2 separate regions of the Gossypium hirsutum genome follow, and region 1 is linked to region 2. A link is a contact called in public Hi-C data. All regions are on one chromosome and are shown on one strand. Each heading gives the region's core, a stretch centred on a gene start, on an enhancer-like site or on the middle of the called end of the contact. The rest is flanking DNA. Distances are from core to core; before and after follow the strand shown. Region 1 has its middle 7.7 kb from the start of LOC107896741. Region 2 holds the start of LOC107914433 (SAL1 phosphatase).

Region 1 (5,932 bases), core at 1,955-4,454, 82 kb before region 2:
GGTGCATCGTATTGTGTGAACCTAAAGGAAGGGACCTGTAAATATGAGAGCTTCCAAGCACTTTGGTTTCCATGCGCACATGCAGTTGTCGCATGTGAGAACATACGGATTGAGTACGCGCCTTACATCAACCACGTTTACCGATTACAAGCATTCGAAGTGTATGGAGTTTTGAATTCCCACCCGTCCCAGATAAAATTATGTGGCCACCTGTGTCCTGCGTGTCGTTCGAGTTGGTACCAAACAAAGATTTGCGTCGCATCCCAAAAGGTTTACCAAATTCCACCCAAATAAGGAATAATTTTGGGAGAGGCATGATCAACAAAAATTATGCGGGTATTGTAGAAACTCAGGGTATACAAAACCTACTTATTCTCTATATAGGGAAACATTCGGGCCCTAGCATCAATAGCATTTCTTTTAACCAAATTTCATATAGTCCTGAGTGTTTGTTGTATTCAATATAACTATAAAGGTTAATGTTTCGTATTGTAATCGGTTTTAAGGACATAAAATTTATTTGGTTGTCGATAACAAGGTAAATAGTAATGCGTGTGGTATTTGGGTCACTATAGGCGTGAAAACATAAGGTGCCTCAAATCCTCAGTATGTTAGAAAGGTACCGGACATCAACATCGCCATCGACTACTGAGTGAGCACTTGTATTGGTAGCGGTGGGCACGTCGGTGACTGTCCTAACACGGGGTTTGGCATTGACATCTGTGCAGGGGTATAGTATACAAAGGACGTCGATGGAGCAAAATATGTACCTGCGGTAATAGAATAATCAGCCACGTGCGATAGTAGTGCTTGTGAATAAAACACAGGGTTAGTTAATTGAATAGGAATACCTGGAGGGAAGTGACCCGAATATTGCAAAGCCATAGTGGCTCATCTTCTGCTGGAACGGATGACGAACCCGTCGTGCGACCACATCCTCTCCTAGTTTGCTGTGGAGGTCGACGTGACCTCTTCGCCCAAATTTGCTGACTCCTCTCCTTCGGTGATAGTAGATACGGCTTATCGATGGTTCTGTTCTGAACTATGTTAAGTAATTATCAATTGTCCCCGTGTCAGCTGAGAAAATTTATTCACAAATGGGTATGGATTGCAACCTACAATCCCACGCTTGGATGTGATTCTCGTGCTGCACCGACCAGTTGATGTTGTCTTTCCTCCGTATGTCCACCTTGTGCAGTTCCTTCAGGTCTTGTGGTGGCGGCGAAATTCGTTGCCTCTACCCAAACAACAACACCACCCAGTATGATTCGTGCATTTCCACTGTTGTGTATATTATCAATGGCACATTCGCGTCCCACATCTATCGATTTCCCAACACTTTTGGCAGGATGTAAGATATAACATCGGTGTCGGCGTACGACATCCATTCAAACTGATAAGCAAAATTCTAAATATCGTTATTTATGAAATTTGTTTTACGAATCATTACATAATTAATATAGGGTTAAAAGAATAGGTAACTAACCTCAGCTTCCGACCGTCGATCTAACAATAGCTTAATATCTTCTAGAACCTCGGGCAGTCCTACATAGCTCGGCCCATGGTTCCACCTGTATAAGTGATATGTTATTCGAAACGTATAATAATACAAATCATTATACAAATTTTGAATTTGTTAATAAATTATGTTTACCACATCACCAACGAGAACATATATGGATTGGTCACCTTGGGACGTAGAAACGGTAGTCGCCACTAGGCCCACGACTGCAGCAGGAGCAGACAACCACCAATCGACACCGACCTCAGGTTCGTGGCCCGACACATCTCCCGATATAACAAGGACAATACAAAAAATCCCTAATTTAGTTTCCCGCAATCATTGAAGTCCACTAGATGTAGTAGCCACCTTATGTACACCAAATTTTGAGATTTGTCGGGCATTTAAATGCCCCCAATTAACCTCATGATGTATGCTTGGACGTATTCTTGTATCACCTCCTCCGTTTGGTCTTAAGGGTCTTCAAGGAGCTCATCAAAATTATCTTTCAACCAGTTCATCGATATCCGACCACCTTCAAACTTGTCCGGGACCTTTCCCAATAATGATCGGCAAAAGGTCACTTTGTTCGAAACGATCTCAGATCTCATGATGACTGGCCCATCCATTGGCAAACCTAGTTGTAGCGTTACATCTTCCAATGTGATTGTACACTCACTACGGGGAAGGTGGAAAGTGTGTGTTTCGGGGCCCCATCTTTCCATCAATTCGCTGATTAGTTGTAAATCGAGTTTGCAGCCCCTAGACATGTGAGACACATATAAGAATCCAATCACTTGCAAGTGGCCACGAATTTTAGGAATCACACGCTTTCCCATATTATGGATGAACCACTCCAGAATACGATCATCCGCCTATTTACACAAAAAAATAATTATAAAAAATTAAATTTAGCATTATTGAAATTAAAAAAAATTAAATTCCGGTCTTACCATTACAAATTGGATGACGAAAATATGCTGTCGTCGAAGCAGATTAGGGAGGCGACCATTCGTGAGAAATCGATTTAAAAGAATAAAAACGAGATAGTTAAAAATAATAATTTTTTAAAAAAAATATAAAAAATTATTAGAAACTAGATACTTGAGAGACTTGAGAGGATTTGAAAGAATTTGAAAGAATTGAGAGAGTTGAGAGAAGAATGTGAATGAAAAATAAAAATTTAAGGGATATTTATAGGGTAAAAAAAGGTTACCGTTAGGAGTTTTAAATTTTTTTCTTACCGTTGGCGGCAACATTCAAAAAATCGTTGGGATTTGACTGTTAGTTGAATAGCAAAATCGGTTTATATCCCTAATTAAATTTAAAATCGGCCTAAAACCCTAATTAGAAAAAACGGCCTTTAAGCCTTATTTTACCTTGTATATAAATTTTAAAAAAATTTAATGATGTTTGTAATTTTAAAAATTCACATTAATATTATATTAATAAATAAATATTTATATTAACTAATGATATTATAAAAAATATAATTTAAAATTACACTAAAAATTAAAAAATATAAATTAAATATAAAATTTAAATGTAATATAAGGACAGAAACTAAAATTTAATTATTATAATATATTGAAAAAACAAAAACATTTTATTGATACGTGTTTGGTAAGGAATGGCTTATGCCTTCTTTATTTTATATAGAGAGAGCATGGATTAAAAAAACCAAGAAGTTATATCCTTATCCAGAAAAAGGAAAACAAGAAATCCTATATATATATATATCGGATTTTGAACACTATCTTGACTGCCATTTCAACTGTTCAATTTCCCACTACTTTAGATATTTTAATGACACTGTATAATATTAGAATCTGCTGGTCAATATCATTATTTCTTTAAAACAATAATAAAAAAATACTTTTTTTTAAGTTGCTAATTGATGCACGTAATTTGAAAACTTTATTTTGTATTTATAATTTTAGGTAAAAGAAACTTAATTAAATACACTATTCATCCAGTCAAATTGCAAAATAATTTTTAAACTTAATTACTCATTTGGTCTATAAATTTGATACTTCCCCCAACCTAATATTTATGTTCTTTTCTACTTATTTTTTTTCACCTACTATTTTAGTTTTTTTTTCCTATAATAGGGTTATGAGATTGGACAGAAAATAATGACTCCTATTATCATAATTTTTTTAAATATATATAAAAGTTTAAAAAATCTAAAAAAATAAAATATATTATTATTTTAAATATCAAAATATATACAAATCTAAAAGATTCTCAAAATATATAAATAAAAATAAAAATTCATCACCATCGGTTTTTTCCCTTTTGATCCATAAATTCACCCTAAATTTTTATCAAGCAGAGTTTTAAGTTTTTCATCTAAGTTTTATTGTTTTTAAGTCGTAGAAAAGACACACAACCCTGTCCAAGGAATACTAAAAATTAAAGATTATTTGAAGAAACAAAGACTCAATGGGATGTGTTTTTGGGCCAACTTTTTTGGGAAACCAAACAAAAAGTTTCGACCATTAGGTCTAATATTTGTATAAATTATGGATTTAGTACCAACACCTGAATTTGGTCAATTTTAGTTTTTATATTTTTCAAAATTTAAAATTTTAGTTCTAACCTAATGGTAGCAGTTAAATTTATTTAGTTAAATTATGTTATTAGTCCTTTATTACACATAAAGTATATATTCAGTCCATGTTCACTAATTGGATCATTCTTAGTGGCTATATTTTTGAATTCCAAAATTCTAGTATTAATGCAAATGAGAGTCATTAAATCTATTAACTGGTTTTTTTAGTAATATATGAAATAAACAAACAGACATAGCATTACATATGTGATAATATGTTTGGCGCATCAAATTTTAAAAATAACTTATCTTAACTTAATGAATTTAATATTTATCAATTGGTTAGGATTGAAAATGACCAAATTAAAATGCAAGTACTAAATCTATAACTTACTCAAAGTATGAGGTCTAATAGCATAATTTGACTAAAAGTTTCTCACCCATACGGTTCCCTTTTCCCTCCCAATGTAGTTCCAACTAGAGGTGATCATGGGTTGGGCTACCCGGCCCGGCCAACGGCCCGCCCGAAAAATGGGAGGGTTTGGGTAAAAATATAGTCCCGAAATATGGGTTTGGGCAAAAAAATGAAGCCCATCTAGAAAACGGGCCAGGCCTCAAGTAAAACTTTTTTGTCCCGGGCCTGGCCTGAATTTTATATTAAATATATATTTTTTATTTTTAATCAAATATATATTATATATTAAATATATATTTAATATGGGTTGGGCCGGGCAGAGCTCGGGCTTAGCAATTTTCTATCGGGCCAGGCTTGGATAAATTTTTAGGCCCATATTTCGGGCTGGGCCTGGCCCAGGCCTAGAAAACAGGCCTAAAATTTTTGTTTCGACCCGGCCCGACCCATGGTCACCTCTAGTTCCAACTCATCAGAAGCAACCAAAACAGATAGAGAACACGAACACTAACAAAAGGTTAAAATACGCATGTAACCATCACAAATTCGAAATTTAATTTTTTATTTTTATTTTTAAGAATTTAATATTTTTATTTCCCAAATTTCTAAATTTAAGTTTAATTATTAATATTATTAATTTTTTTGTTAAATTTGTTAATGTGACATTTAAATAAAAAAGCACTTAATAGCCATATAATTAAAAAATAGCATTGTAATAAACTTAAATTCAACAAAATATTTTTAACAATGTTAATAATAATTGGACTTAAGTTTCGAAATCTAAAAAATAGGAACTAAAATCCTACAAATAAAAATATAAAAACTAAATTTTAAGTTTATAAAAATACAAAAATTTATAACATATTTTAACTCTAAAAAATACACACTTAATTTTCGGTAAGTAATATATATCGAAAAAATACAAAAATTAAAAGAAAATCCGGCCATTGTTTTTTTTTAAAACTTTTGACCAAAAATTTCACTAGAAATTTTTTAGAAATTAATAGAATTTTTATGAGTAAACTATCAAAATAGTCACTTTTGTTTTCCTCAAGTTACATTTTAGTTATTTATTTTGAAATGTTACGTTTTAGTTACTTATATTAACGTATTGTAACATTTTAGTCATTGTTAATTGTCGTTAATGGTGTAACTATAAGCTGACATAACACGTTAAATTATCATTTCAAACAAAAAATTTAGATTAATTTATATAATTGTTCCCCATATTTTTTTTTGTTTTGAGCAATTTACTTTTTTTTTTATATTCTTTTAACTTTTCCCTTTTTTTTTGTTTATTTTCCATTCTCTTCTGCTGCTCCCTCTATTTTCCTTCATTCTCCATCTCTTTTAACGTAAAAGAAAAAAATTAAATTGCTCAAAACGAAAAAAATTGAAGGATCAATTGTATAATTTAACCTAAAATTTTTGTTTGAAATGATGAGTTAACGTGTCACGTCAATTT
Region 2 (6,323 bases), core at 168-2,667:
GCTGCAGCCATTCTTACAAGAAATTAACTGAACCAGTGGAAATTAAAAAAAAAAAATCAGATGCAATCAATGGTATAAATGAACACCCAAGATTCCAACACCAGGAAACATGTATACTATGAAACATAAATTCTATAGATGCAATCAATGGTATAAATGAAACATATAGTAAAAAAAATTATACATATCAAACCTTAGAAAAATCAACAGAGTTTAGAATCAATAAATTACAGCAAACAAATTACTGTTTTAAGCACACAAGGCCCATTAAAGCATTAACAGCTTAAGCTAAAATTACATAATTCGACGCCATACCATACACTAAACTAAAACGAAGATCATGTGAATCCAAAATGATAGTAAGTTTAAGTTAGCAGACACCAAACGGAGTTTTTAAGCAAGCCAAAGGGCATTAAAACCAGAACCAAGACAAAAAAAAAATACCCAGCAAAAGAAGCAAACCCAAAAATGCAAAATAGAAACCCTTCCTGGAAATTAATTAGGTCATCATATCTGAATATTGATGGAGCATGAAAAGAGGGAAACCTCAAAATAACCAAACACTTGGTTACCTGGGCTGAAAAACATTGATGCTCAAGTTGCCCACGGGGGAGCAGTATTTTCTGTTTTAACCTTCTATTCTCAGCCTTTAACTGTTCATTTTCCTCTTTCAAGTGTTTAATCTCGGCAACATGTTCATCTGTTGTTATCTGCACAGCAAAATGTTAACATCAAAACTACAGAAATCATGGCAATCATAAAGTTCCACCATTTAGTTCACCTTGCGCTTTTGCCTATACTTGTGATTTAATTTTGATTTAATTTTCCTCTCTTGGTCTTTCCAACAATCGGTGGAATTTTTATAGATCAAGAAAAAGAAACGGAAGAGAGGAAAAGAAAAACTCTATTGAGAGAAAGAAAAAGAAAGCAGAAAAAGATGACAGAAAAATTGGAAGAGAGAAATATGGAAGGAACGGAGGGAGAAAGTGGGAGAGGGCAAAGTGGGGAACGTTTTGGTGGTGATGGTACCCAAATTGGACGTGTAACTTTTTTGTAATCCATCTTTGCAAAAGAGAGAGTTGTCAATTTTTAATATCGATAGAATAGATTTAAGGACACTTTCACATCTAATTTTTTTATTTTTAATAATTTGATATGATAAATTTTAATTTATTGAATTTTGTATCAAAATTTGACTGTTATAACACATTAATCACATTCTACATATAACATTTTTAACAATTTTTGCAAAGGCATGGTATGTTCTTAGAAGCTGAAATTTACAAAAATAAAACTCATAAATTATTGACTAATGATTAAACTTAATTAAACAAACAATTAGGTGATGATTGAGGAAGCACCACACATCAGCTGCCAATGAATTTTCAGTATTTCACAATAAATATCTTTGGTCGGATATAAATTAATCATTATTCAGAACGAGAAAGTGAAACTGAAAGTTGCTGGAAATTTCAATACTCAATCGGCTGATAGCGCGAAGTTTCGTACTTTAAAATTTGTCTTTTATTAGTCGCAACCCTCTCTCTTCTTCTTCATCTCAAGTACTTGCCCCTTCCTCCTTCTGAGGCTTTTGCAATGGCTTATGATAAAGAGCTGGCTGCCGCCATCAAAGCTGCCTCTCTCGCTGCTCGTCTCTGTCGGGTAATTTCCCTTCTCACCAAAAACCAAAAACAAAAACAAAAACCCCCATTTTCTCTGCATTTTCTGTTTTGGATGTTCAATATTTTTCTATGGAAACTGAATTAGGGTTTGTGTGGGTTTCAGAAAGTTCAAAAGGCGTTGCTTCAATCAGATGTTCGATCAAAACATGGTAGGAATAAAAGTCCCGTAACAGTAGCTGATTATGGTACGTTTCCTTAACTTTCTTTGCGCCTCTCGTTGACTTGCTCTTTTCTTTTGCCTTAATCTTTTTGTTTCTTATTTAAATATACATTCTGGATTCAGAACGTGTTTCAATTCCCTTTTAAGCATATGATTAAGACCCACAAGTTGAAATTATGTGGCTTAATTCACAATTTTGCTTTCAAATATACTCATTTTCTTATATCTAATTCTTTTCTAATTTAGTATTTAAAGTTTTTTTTCAATGTTACCTAAAGCATACATCCGATATTTTCTTAAAGCTTTATGTTAAATTTGGACTTAAATTGTTTTTATTTTGTCCCAGATTAATATTTAAATTATCATTTTATTATCCGGTTCAAATTTTTTTGTAATGGTGTTAAAAAACTAGTTGACACATGATGCCAATCAAAATGTGTCAAATGACATATCCAACTAATGAAAATGTATCATATGGCAATTAAGTTTATTTAAAATGAAAACATTTACCTACCAAAAATTGACAAAATTCAAATATATATATACATAAAGTTTTGAGATTTTATAAATTTAGATATATATTTTTCGTTTATTTGCAGTTATGTCAATTTCGATTAGAGATTTGTTGGTTGAAGATCGAGTCTAGATCCTTTTATTTTATGAATTGGTTATTATAATTGCCTAGTGTTGTCTCTTTTCTACCAAAAAAAAACTTTCATATAATATTTTTATTTTTTAAAAATTTATATTTATATATTTTAGAATTTTATAAAAAAAATTTAATTTTTTTTGAATTATTTAGATATTATATATATTTTTACCTTTTAAACAATATATTATATATAATATTAAAAAATAAAAAGAAGGTAGTGGCATGTTATAACAGCGCCATCTAATCACTCAACTGTCGGTCAATATCGATCAACAATGGTTAATGGTTGATCAATACAAGTCAACATTGATCAGTAGTTAGTTAATGTCTAATCAATGATGGATCAATATTTTTATTTTAAATAAACTTAATTGCCACGTGGTATATTCTGAGTAGTTGAATGTGTCGTGACAATAGGTTTTTTAACAACTTTATTAAAAAAAAAACTTAAAAAAGGGTTTAATTCACAATTTGACCTTAAAGTATATTTATTTTCGGTAAAAAAAATTTATTGAATATACATTTTCTTTTGTTAAAGAAATATATTTTTATCAAATATATATAAATTATAAAAATAGGAATAAATATATTAAAAATTCAGAAAAAAATGTATACATATTATAAAAATAGAAAGAAATTATAAAAATTATTGTTTCCATCTAACTTATTCTCTTAATTTACTCTATCAACATAACCTAATCAAATATTTGATAAAAGAATATACATATTTGATAATAATAAAAAATTAACTTCTGAAGTGAAAAAATGGTATATTTCATGGTCCAAATTTTGAATTAAATCATATTTTTAATAAAAGAACACCGCGTGACATTATTTGATTGGTCACCAATTTTTTTTAATGGACAAAAAATATAACGGGAGCATATTTTAAATAGCAAATTGGGTAAAAAAATCAAGTATCAAAGTAAGAAAATTAGTATACTTCAAGAACCAAATAATGAATTAAGCCTTTTATACACAACGGAAGTTATATTATTACAATAGTGTTTTTATTTTTTCTATATAAAATTAATAAAAACTTAATCATAGTAAAATTTAATATGTAATACAATGAATTTCAAATATTTAACTAACTATACTTAGACAAAATTTGAGATTTAGTCATTATACTTAAAATGTTAAAAACTAAGTCTTACTTTTTTTATTTAAAAATCTCGGTTCAATCTTAAATATTTTTTTTGTCAAAATTGTTCAAATTGAAATTTTGATTAGGCTAATGATTAACAAAAAATAAACATGTTAAATTGATTAATTTTGAAAACAACTATCAATAACGATAATAATTATACTAAAATTTTTATATTGAAAAAGTAAAATGATTAAACTTTTAAATTTTTAAAATATATAGACGAAATCTCAAATTTTATACTACAACTATCCGCACATATTAAACTTAATTTTATTATTTCAACCAAAACTTCTTATCTTTTATATTAATTTTTTTATAAATATATTTATTACATAATTCTAATTTTCACTACTTTAGTTATCAACTAATTTTTTTAGATAAACTGTGGATAAAATTTTGTAAAATAAAAGTGATAGGTTTTATAATTAAATTGAGTGGATTTAGTTGCAGTCTATCAATTAGACTAATATAAGTATGATTGGTTGAAAAAAAAATTATTTCTCCCTTGTCAATAATTTTTATCGTTTTAAGCATAATATTTGCAGTCTAATTGTTGACTGCCTTTCCTAATTTGTTTTCCTAGTATATTTAGAGTTTCCAATCTGAAATAAGTAGAATTTTTCATTGTTGAAAGAATATTATGGCTCTGCTATATGTATTGTTCAACTTGGAAAAAATATTATTTTTTCCAACTTTTATTCAGTTTTTAAAGTTAATTCAAATAATTAATTTAGTTTTTTGAGTTCGAAGTCGAGTTAAATTATAAAGTTGAATTTGACAACTCGAATAATTCAAATAATTCGATTAACTCAAATAATAAATTGGTGTAAATATCTCTTTCATCTTTGTCAATTTTGAAAATAAATAAATTGATCTCTTCAACAAAAATTACAAAAGAATTCAATATATTGATAAAAATTACAAAATTTCATAAAAAGCTTTAAAAAATTATTTAAAAAATATAAAAATTCAAAAGAATATATAAAAAGTTAAAAATTAAAAAAATTAAAATAATAATCTTGAGGACCTAACTATCTTATTTTTATTTTATTTTGCTTTGAAAGAGCTTTCAAATATACAGTGTTTCAAATTTATGTTCTCTAACGTGGAATTAATTATATTGCAATCAAGATTTTAATTTGACATATTTAAAATTTTAATTTAACTGGAATAATTTCACTTGATTCGATTCGACTCGACTCGACTCAAATTTCATTTCACTCTACTCAATTCGAAAATATTTGAAATCAAGTTAGAATCGTAAAACAAGACTTCTCAACAACTTGGTTAACTTAAAATTATATTAATTGAGCACATCTCGAGTGTAATTACTAATTACATTATATTATTGACCTCAGCATAGTAGTCCTTAAGTTTTGTATATTATTGACCTCAGCATCTTCCAACCTTCATGATTGGCAAATCTTACTGAGATATGTTTTTAAATTTTAAAACTTTCATCAGGCTCACAAGCACTGGTTAGTTTTGTGCTGCAGCAGGAATTTCCCGGTGAATTCTCATTAGTTGCCGAGGAGGTAAAAATCTCTTCTTTTTCTGAAAAATGGTTGCAAGTAGGAAGGATAATTGGAGGTTATCCTATCTGTCTCTACTTAAAAGGTGTTTATGGACTGGTACACACAAAAGTCTGATAATTTTCGAACCTTCATGAATGTTCGGAAACAATAGAATAGATATTTTCACAACTTTGGAGAATGTTTTATCTTTTACGTATTTTGAAGAGGGAAAGTATTAAGGTGGGATGGATTTATACATTCATGGAGGAGGTGACTGGTTTTCAAAAATACTACACCTTTATAGTGGATACTAACTACAGAGTGATGGTGAATTGGTAACATTTCTGCTACATTCCCATTCCGATCTTTAGTCGTAGGAAGATTCATAAACCATCCTTTTTTCTTTTTTTTTTTTACTTTCTTCTAAATGATGTTTTGGATTTTGTTTAGGATTCGATTGATCTTCGCAAGGATGGTGGTGGGGAAATAGTAGAACGAATTACCAAACTTGTGAATGAATCTCTAACTAGTGACGGATCATACGGTGTTAGTTTATCCTCAGAAGATGTTCTTAAAGCCATTGACAGTGGCAAATCTGAAGGTGGCTCCCAAGGTCGACACTGGGTTTTGGATCCTATAGATGGCACTAAAGGGTGAGCTCCAAAACTTAATATCAATCTTTTTAGAATTGGATTAGTTAGGTCAGTTCGACTAGTTTGATTAAATGATCATTAAAATTTTAAAAAATAAAATAAAAAACAAAAGACTCGGTTCAACTGTTTACTCAATCAATTTTTTAGCGGATCTAATTGGTCTATATTGATTCCCAGTCTAACCAATCTCACTGAGCTTTGTGGCCTGGTTCAAACATCATTACTTATTACTATATTACATGAGTGATTTTTCTCAAGTCATACATAGGGGTGAATGACCTAAGAAATCCCTCTATTATAAGGACTTGATCTAATTAATCCCTCTACTATTAAATGGATTAATTTAGTCCATATACTGTTAAAAAAAATCAAATAAGGCCAACTTGGAACAATGTTAACATTTATTGTTTAAAAAAATATTATTTATTGTTTAACAAAGTTAATATTTTTATAGTTTTTATAGTTTTGTAAATAAAATATTTTGTTTGAAATTGAACTACAATTGAAAAAAA

What was found. Hi-C and Micro-C count contacts between places; a contact is called where the count stands out from the background.
Region 1: a Hi-C map of leaf shows a contact between it and region 2, with 2.6 times the contacts expected there. The contact joins the enhancer-like site here to the promoter of LOC107914433 in region 2. A contact is called at or near these places in 10 of 34 Hi-C or Micro-C datasets (anther, fibers, hypocotyl and 2 more).

What each region holds. Positions count from the first base shown.
Region 1 is chrD10:17,145,648-17,151,579 of Gossypium_hirsutum_v2.1, reverse strand. No RefSeq gene overlaps it. Among protein-coding and RNA genes, the nearest start is that of LOC107896741, 7.7 kb to the left of the region's middle. Within about 2 kb of position 3,204, at least 3 of the 9 cell types and tissues checked have an H3K27ac peak or open chromatin away from gene starts, as enhancers often do. A contact at or near this core is called in hypocotyl and leaf, where this site is marked.
Region 2 is chrD10:17,061,828-17,068,150 of Gossypium_hirsutum_v2.1, reverse strand. It overlaps LOC107914433 (SAL1 phosphatase), which reads left to right and starts at 1,417. Exons shown (of 8, transcript XM_041102123.1): 1 at 1,417-1,662; 2 at 1,786-1,867; 3 at 5,109-5,179; 4 at 5,609-5,811. The coding sequence starts at 1,597. LOC121222041 reads right to left here and starts at 1,062. Exons shown (of 9, transcript XM_041101925.1): 1 at 1,030-1,062; 2 at 782-904; 3 at 573-710. The coding sequence starts at 1,062.